Linked DNA regions of Bombyx mori: region 2 is linked to region 1. The links are chromatin contacts, called in public Hi-C maps. All regions are on one chromosome and are shown on one strand. The core of a region is the stretch at or near the end of the contact, and the rest is flanking DNA. Distances in the headings are between cores, read along the strand shown.

The links. A called contact is a pair of places that touch in the nucleus more often than the background predicts.
Region 2: a Hi-C map of whole pupa shows a contact between it and region 1, with 3 times the contacts expected there. The contact joins the enhancer-like site here to the promoter of LOC101740482 in region 1. A contact is called at or near these places in 3 of 7 Hi-C or Micro-C datasets (all in whole pupa).

The regions. Positions count from the first base shown.
Region 1 is chr11:2,548,062-2,552,433 of ASM3026992v2, forward strand. It overlaps LOC101740482, which reads left to right and starts at 1,874. Exons shown (of 9, transcript XM_004922186.5): 1 at 1,874-2,489.
Region 2 is chr11:2,599,421-2,604,040 of ASM3026992v2, forward strand. It overlaps LOC101740482, which reads left to right. Exons shown (of 9, transcript XM_004922186.5): 7 at 234-340; 8 at 421-554; 9 at 1,202-3,928. The coding sequence ends at 1,301. Among protein-coding and RNA genes, the nearest start is that of LOC105842074, 27 kb to the right of the region's middle. Within about 2 kb of position 1,406, at least 3 of the 8 cell types and tissues checked have open chromatin away from gene starts, as enhancers often do.

The sequences.
Region 1 (4,372 bases), core at 624-3,123:
TCAAGTAGGCACATCTCTAGTGAACGCACAGACAAATATTATAAATGGCACAGTGCACAGACTAACCTAATCAGGTAGATGCTTCTCGTAAAAAAAAAACTGAAGACGAAATATCAATTGCCTCATGAAATTGATCGTTTAAGTATTATAATACTAGCTATTCGTCTGTGGCATAGTGAATTGTTAGATCGCCCTACCATCTGGCCAATTTCTGCGGTGAAGCGATGAGTTCTCGGTAGAAGGCGCAAATCAATCTAAATCGAATCAATATTTTTGTGTCATTTAAATCAATCACCGTAGCGAAAATCGTGGGAACAGATACACCATATAACACATCGTCACCTTCATTTCAAGGTTAGCGCATACCTCGTTTTGACCTCGAAATCCGTCACACATATAAAAGTCGCTGTTAGCCCTATCTGATCAAGTTTATGCGGTAATTCTGCAAACGGAGCCCTGCCCAGCTCTTTATGGATACTTGAGCCCCAAGTATCGATGTGAGTGGAAACGCATCTGCGTTGTAAAGACCTAGGTATTTGGCAACTTATCAGCAGGTAACTCGGGAGTTCATCTGTCAAAGTCAGCGAAATACACAGAACGAAATTATACTAGTGTTCTTAAACGATCATACCCTTAAAATACTAGTGATAGTGCTCTGAATGACGGAATACCACCTTCTGCGGATGCTTAAAACAAAGGATTGATATTCGTTTTGATTAAAATCAACATTGAGCTTTACTCCTTGTTCATCTATGGTATAAAAAAAATAAGAAGCTCTATGGGCGCGTCGACTTTTAATACCATAGAGTACGGAAAGACAGACTGCTCATAATTATATTTAAAAATCCGGCGGATCATCCATTCATAATGATATAGCAACAAAAAAATACTGCATACGGCTTATCATCCTACATTATTTTTATGTATGTCCTAGGCAGGCATGTCGGAGTTAGATATTTTAAACATGCATTGTGATACGATATGATAATATATGATACAGGCATGATACTATTAAATATTAGAATTATCGTAAAATTAATTTTAGTTGGCTTTCAAATTTTTTTTAGGGTTAAAAGATTACTAGTGGCCCGGAGGCCTTTCACCAGGACAGGTGAGTGAGCAAAGGCTCAGCCAAGGGGGGTGGGATTTGCTAACAGCTACCCGAGCGCCTCTGAAGGAGACCTAACAACTCAAGAGCAGTTGGTTTGTGAATGAATCTACTGCCGGATCGGAATCGCGACCCGCTGAGAAGAATTGAGAAGATCCGGCGAGTTCGAAGAGTACGGTTACCGGGCTTCCTAAGCCGGCTCCTATTGTTGGAGCTGAAGGCGTCTAAAGCAAAGGTTATTTATTGGATTGTTAGATCCGTAAGGACGTGAGCATTCAAATCTGTGAATGTGAAAAGTATAGGCCAAATGAACTGTTAAAAATGTTTTTATTTTGGTGTTTGTTCTATGCAAGAGAAATCTAATTCTGTTAACTTTATAGAGTATTTAATATTGCACGTTGCGAATACTGTAATGATAAATTCAATCAAAGTTTTAATAATAAATGTGCAATTTTGGTAGCATTTAATTTTAAGTGATAATAAAAGATCATCAGCTGGAGTATAGTATATATAACTCGTATACCCAATAACATAGTATTGGCAACTTTGATACTTAGAGTATGAAGTTAGAGTGCATTTTAAAATTTTAATTCTTGGAAATAGTACGTTTATCTTTGACTTATTTGGTCGTCGCTACAAGTTTATACTTTCGCATCGTTCTAGGAATAAATTTGTACTTATTTCTGTTTCTTTTTGTCCTTTGTTATCACAGGTCTAGCCGTCTCGCTCGTGAGTGACGCATGACCGCTTGATAGTCGATAGTTATGTGGTATGTGTGGCTAACGCAGAACATATTTCAGTAATGCATGTTAATTTTATTTTGAACAAGCTAGTTTTTCATGGTGTTGTTCTGTGAATTTTATATTTCGAAGGTCAGTTTTCAACATTTTACATTTATTAGCAGAAGCTACTTTGTGTTTGGTTGCATTAAGGCTAAAATGCTGTTTCCAGCATGCCTACGATGTTCAGTTATTTTAATTTTTTTAAATTTAATTTATACAAAATTTATGGTTAATTATCTGGGATCAGTTCATTAACGTAAAAATCAACAAAAACGTTCACATTCCCCATATATCTGACAGAAAAGAGTTCCTAAAAATAAAATAAAACACGGCAACACCAACCCCCTGCAGCCCGCATACCGCTACATGCTGACTCTGATGTCATTCTTAGATTTGCCCGTGCGCAACGCTTGTTATCGAACGCGCTTCGCAAAGAATTATCAAAACAAAAAGTTTCTCAGAAGCGTGCGTGTGTCCTTGTGCCCGTAAAAGTGCCAAAAATAAATGGATTGCAGTGCTTAAGTGTGTATTAGCTGTGTTAATAAACGTTTTTGATTTTTTTCATTCACTTAAAAACTACTTGATTTGATCGAGACGAGGTGAGTGTCCTAAATAAAGCGCGCCTTCACTTTTTATTCGCCAAACATCTTTAAGCAAAAACACGTCGGTGTTCAACCTTGCTGCTTGGTCTGCTTGTCGTAACGTTTAAATATTAATTTCCGACACAATGTTTTTTATTATTTTGAAATTAGACTTATAAAATGTCTTAAAAATGGCGGGAATACGAAGGCGATTTATGATTTGATTTTTTACGTAATTTCTAAAGCGAAATTAAAGTAGTTTGTTTATTTTTGATATTTTCGTCAGAACTTACACATTGGCAGTAAATTATTAATGTAAATGAGCAATACCTTATCCGATACATACAAAATAAAACTTCGATCTTCCTTTTAAATGACATTGATTGTATATTGAATATATTATGTGTGTGATGTGTGCTATTCGAACTGATACAGGAAAATGCTTTTAAATATAGCGTTGGTATTACCTCAGTACAACTTTGTGGATTAATAATGTTACCTTATAATTTAAAGGCTTCATTTATATTGTACATTGATCACCTACATTATTTATTGATTTATTTATTTATTACACTTCATGTAAAATTTACATTGGCGGACTTAATGCCTAAGGCATTCTCTACCAGTCAACCAAAGGTAGTGCAGAGTAAATAGTGGTAGGTGCAATGAAATTTATATTAAGTTACGAATACATACAAAAAAAAGTATATATACATATATACACACATACATACATATAATAGTTTATACAGTATTAAAAGGAATATATTAATAAGTTTCCTTAACAAATAACTTCATCTTAATAAGTTCATGACGATTCCGCTAACTTTTCCAACAGCATTACATTACTGATTAAAAAAAAAAAGTTTGTATTTTCTTCAGGGTTTCGAAGTCACAGACTAAGCCGTTATGCCCAAAAAAATCTAATCAACTCTGTCATGATTGTTAATAATAGGTACATGTTAGCACTGATTAATAATTTATTTATTTATTTATGTACACACAGAAAAGAAGACAGTACAGAGTAATAGGAAAATTATGTACAAAGGCGCTGCTTATTTCTTTTTTAGTTTCCGAAGAAAATATGATTTCAATTAAATTACATGGGACTGCCTGAAATATAAACTTATTAAAAGCGCATAGCTTAGCTTAACCTAACCTAAAGTTTTTATTACGTTCATAAACTTAATTACATTTTATGTAAATCATAAAGTTCTAATGTGTAAATAAAGTTCTCAAAAACGAATAGTAGAGGCATTATGTAAGGTGCCAGTAATCGATATAGGTCCGTGTTGTGTCGACACAAAGTTGAGCCTCAATGTAATTTGATTACGGATATAGTTTGAGGGTTTTGTTATAGGTGGATAAGCTCAATATTCTCCTGGTGCTGTTTCAGAGCTTAAAAGCAGTACTGTCTAAATGCCACCAATTGATTAAAGTATCAATTTTGTTACATGTAACAATTACTGAATGCTTCATAATGGCATACCAATGCAGGAATGACTACGCTATTAATTCTTGACATCACTATTATGTTTTTGGATTAACTAAAATGGTTTGCTAAAATGCCTTTGCGATATACTGTGTGTATGTTTTATCTTTAACTTGGGTTGGGAGCTGAAGTTATAGGTCCTGCGTGTTCTTGTCTTTAACACCACGAGCAGTGTATGTATGTAATACGTATCATCGTGAACTTCTGACATCTCATAACTAATATTTTTATTTACTACTATTATTTATCTTTTGGAGAAATACTCTTCTATTTGATAGCCCTTTATTATATCCAGCATATTATGCTGGAAACAAAGATTTAGACATGTTTCAATTCCCTGCGCACCCGTAATACAGAAGAAAACTAGTTTTACGTATATTAAATGTGGGATGTTTATTATTATAACAAG
Region 2 (4,620 bases), core at 156-2,655, 51 kb after region 1:
GATTCCGAGTCGGTGGTAGATTCAGCTAAGCATTGCTCTTGATAGGTGTTAGAAGTTAGGCCAACCCCTTGAACCTACTAACATAGGTAATAAAGAAAAAGAGTCTTCAAAAAAACCACACTTTCCAATGGATTTGAGCCTAGAACGACATCCAACTTCAACAGAAACTCCTACATCAAGAGTAACAAGAGATCCTCAAGCTCCATAATTAACCACCTTATATCCTCGAACAGGTCAAGCTGCTCTCCATCTCAGCTGTTCCCTGCACAGCAAACAGTCTCCCCGCATACACGTCACCCACGTGCTCCTAGAACATTCCGGAGCTGATCTGCAGCAAGGCGTAAGTCCTCGCTTCGATTCGAATACAAAAACAAATCTAGAAGGTTCTTTGCGTTAATATCGGCTTTCTTTTGTTTCCAGGACTCCAAAGGCGGCGATACACCGATACATCTAGCAGTCAACTCGATCAACTGCGACCTCCATCTGGTGCTGTTACTATTCAAAACCGTGGACAGGAAGTCGTGGAAGAACCTCGCGTATCTGCGCAATAGGAGGTGCGTACGGAAACTCCTTCCGACATAAATCTCCTGGGGTTAAATCTCCTAGCGTCCCCTTAGGGTGGCGGTCTCAGGGCAAGTCTTTCAGCCCGGGCATAAGCTCATGCTTTGCTGGTTTGCTGGATGCAGGTAGCACAAGACTTATCGTTGCGGCGAGGCTTAGTGGAGCCCTATGTCCAGTAGTACACTTCTATGGGCTGAAAGACCAATATTTGAAACGTGTAATATTTTTTTAAATAATCGGAGTTTATATATTATTATTATGTCGATGTCTTCGTGTTGCTAGCTATAGCCGAGCTAGTCTGATCCGCCAGTAAGTTTTTTCTTTTTCCTACTTTAGCTGATAGCCTTGAGAAACCATTTCAGCCTAATCCTAACAAGTAAATGAGCTCACGGGGTTCTAACCTGACGACCTTGCTAGCCCTAGCTAGAGCAGTGCTTCGCAAAATCTACCAATGGATCGTAAACGCGACCCATTGACAAGATCCGGCGAGAAACTCAGTGGGCTGCGTTTGTGGGTTGATTTAATCATCGAGCCCTTCGCCGCAAGCGACGGGTTCGACGAGAACGATGTCCGGTGCTTGAGGTACCTAGAAGCACCGTTAGTGGATCGGGAGGAAGTAAACTGTGATTTTCCTTCGCAGCTTCGTCTCGCCTTTCGATTATGCACGTTCGGCCGCCAAATCGACAACAAGACAGAACTATCCACCCGAGATACTGGACTTCTTCAAGAAATGCCGTTGAGGAAGCTGACGTCACGAGGAAAAATCGCAATTAAAAAATTCGTTGTGCCTTGTAGGAATTTGAGACTAAAAAGTTGTTAACAGCGCCATCTATCGGCCAGGAAAGGAACCGAAATGCGTTTCGGTACCAGCGACATCTCTCGACGTAGCTGGTCAATTATAATCGTTAATTCGCATCAACTTTTGTGCGTACAAAGCGAAATTAGCTTTGTCAATTCCATCAAAATTGGAAAAAGTTCCAATTCCAAGTTTTAAAGAAAACATATTTTAAGTCAATCAAGTTTTATTTTTTGATACTTATAGAATATCACAAGTTTCTGTATGTTAAGGAATAACTGTAAGCATTTTTTTTTACATTCAAAAACCGCTTTGAATCGGTTAAAATATCTGTAATTATATTAAACAATTGTCTTTGAATAACAGAGCATAAGAAATGAAAGTGAAAATCGATGATCAAAATTCTAAAAATACAATATCACTGTCAATAACATGTGACATTGACGCTGTTAGAAAATCTGTTAATGTTATTAACAATGTCAGAATAACGCAATGAACGTAAATTAACCTTGTTTCACACTTTGTCATTTTTACAATAATTTTTGAGCATATCATAATTTAGTAAGTATTTTATATTAAACATTTTTATATATTTTTAAGGCGAGGTCTTATATATACCACCGTGATCCATCATGGAGATTCGCTTGAGACTTCTCTTGAGACCTCAAGAGCTCTCGATGAGGTCTCTTAAGCAGCGAATATAACCTGGCTATTGGAGAACTGTATTTCAATTTGCAATATAATTTGAAAAGTGTGAATTGAAACAAAAAAAAAAACCTAAATTCCCCAGTAAATTTATACAGGCTCTCTAAGATTAATTCGCACCCGTAAATATTAATATATTGACAATTGTCAATACATAACGCAGACCTACAACCCGACACTGTCAATAAAGACAATCTAACTGCTCATTATAATGGATTTTTTAATTCATCAATATTTTTTGTGATTAATCAATGATATATCTTTTTAAATCGCCCAATAAAATCTAATAATAATTGAAGACATTAGTGGATGAGGGGTTAAGTACAGTTTTTAAGATTTTTGAGTTTTTACGTTGAATGAAAGCGTATGTTAGAGCATATTAGACCTTAAAACTTCGGCTCTAAAGGCTATTTTTAGAAATCGCATGTGACGAAAGATAAAGTGCAAAGTGCACCTTTTTACTGGTGGTAGGACCTCTTTTGAGTCCGCGCGGGTAGGTACCACCGCCCTGCCTATTTCTGCCGTGAAGCAGTAATGAGTTTCGGTTTGAAGGGTGGGGCAGCCGTTGTAACTATACTGAGACCTTAGAATTTATATCTTAAGATGGGTGGCGCATTTACGTTGTAGATGTCTATTGGCTCCAGTAACCACTTAACACCAGGTGGGCTGTGAAATCGTCCACCCATCTAGGCAATAAAAATAAATAAATAAAAGTAACAAAACTTTGTTGCCGGTTTTCTCAAAAATTTACAAATTGCATCATACCCCTTCATCCACTCATGTCCTCAGAGATCATGTTGCGACGTATATGACGTCATACGTGGCTAATCTGTTGTTACAAACGAAAATCTTACGGTAGATATATGAATAGTAAACTTTAGCTTTTAAATTCGTGTATATCTACTAATATTTTACGTTATGACCAGTATTTGGTCCGAGATCTTAGTTCTTAAAAACAATTTGAAGCTGTCAAAAAAGTTTTTTTTTTTAAATATAGAATTGTGAAATGGGTCTGTATGTGCGAAAATTCACGTCGTGAAATGTGTAGTGGTAAAGTTGTTACTCTTGAATTCTTCAATCGGTGAGATCTCTGTGAGATTTAATATTAACTTTTTTAGTACTGAGCTTATTTTCACATATTTTCCAGAAATTGATAAAGGGTTTTTTTTAAATCTACCTTTAACAAAAATTACAAAAATCAATGCTAAATTCACAGTAATTACAATTTTAAATGGTTATTTGTAAGTGTTATTGACTTATTAAAAACGTCCGAACATCCGAACAGGACTATACGTAATACCTATAATCGAAGTGCGCAATAGTCGGTATTCCGACGCTCCGTACTCTATACGCATTAAAACAGAGTCGATCTATCGACGGTTCTCGCTTAAAGAAGTCGAGTTCAATTAAAAAATATCTATGTACCTACCGAAATCATTTTTTTTAATAAATTTGACTGGCTTAGAAACAAAGTCCTTTAAGCCAGATCATTATTTCTGTTTCTTCATCACTTCATTTCACAATATTTATATTGAAATCACTATGTTTTTAATGAATTTATAATAGCGGTATGAAGTACTTTGGGTTCTTTAATAGTTCGTCCAAGAAGCGGGAGACATTATTAGACCTACCGAAATCATAAACATCCGGTGTACAGATAATACCTCAGTTTGATTTGACATCTGTCAAACTTCGCGCCATTTTTTTTAATGGAACGTCAAAAATAAAAAATTAAGTTACCTGAATTTCTTGTCAAGGCGGTTGTGTGTTAATTCGGAATTTCTCAATGTATATAAAATAAAATGTGCAGAAAAAACTATTTTTGTAATTAATTACGATCAAATAAAGTTTATTTTTTTTTCTTTTTGTTTTTGTTTTTATTTGCGCCATAGTTCTCACCCTCCACTTTAAGTGGCGAAACAATCGTTAATAATATACTAGTGGACCTAGAGAACTTTGTTCCGCCACACGGTTTGTTTCAAACACATCAACCGGTCAACTTCAAAATTCTACTAAAATTAACCATAGAATATATTATGTTTAGCTGTCAGTTGCGTTTTGTTATTCCATATCAGTTGCGTTTTGCTACGTCACGTCCCATGGGAACGTGATAAAAAGTATCCTATGTCCTTCTCCTGGTTCTAAGCTACCTCCTCACCAATTTTCAGCCAAATCAGTTCAGCCGTTCTTGAGTTATAAATAGTGTAACTAACACGACTTTCTTTTATATATATATATATATATATATATATAGATGTATATCCAAAAGCTGTCTCATTTAAGCGACTTTTTGCAACTTTACAGGAGACTCATTGAAAGCTTTTAAACTTTTGGAAATATATCATAACAAAAATCTTCTTAAGCTATTTGACTGGAGTCAACCTAATTGATATTTGATATTAATATGACATATGACTATGAGATAATTGATGTTAGTTGAAAATAATTGAAAAGAAAGAAATAAAGAATATCTGAAGTTTTTTTTGTTAGATATTAACAAAAAAAACTTCAGATATTCTCGAATGGAGTAAACTTAATTGAAGTTCTAATTAAGAACT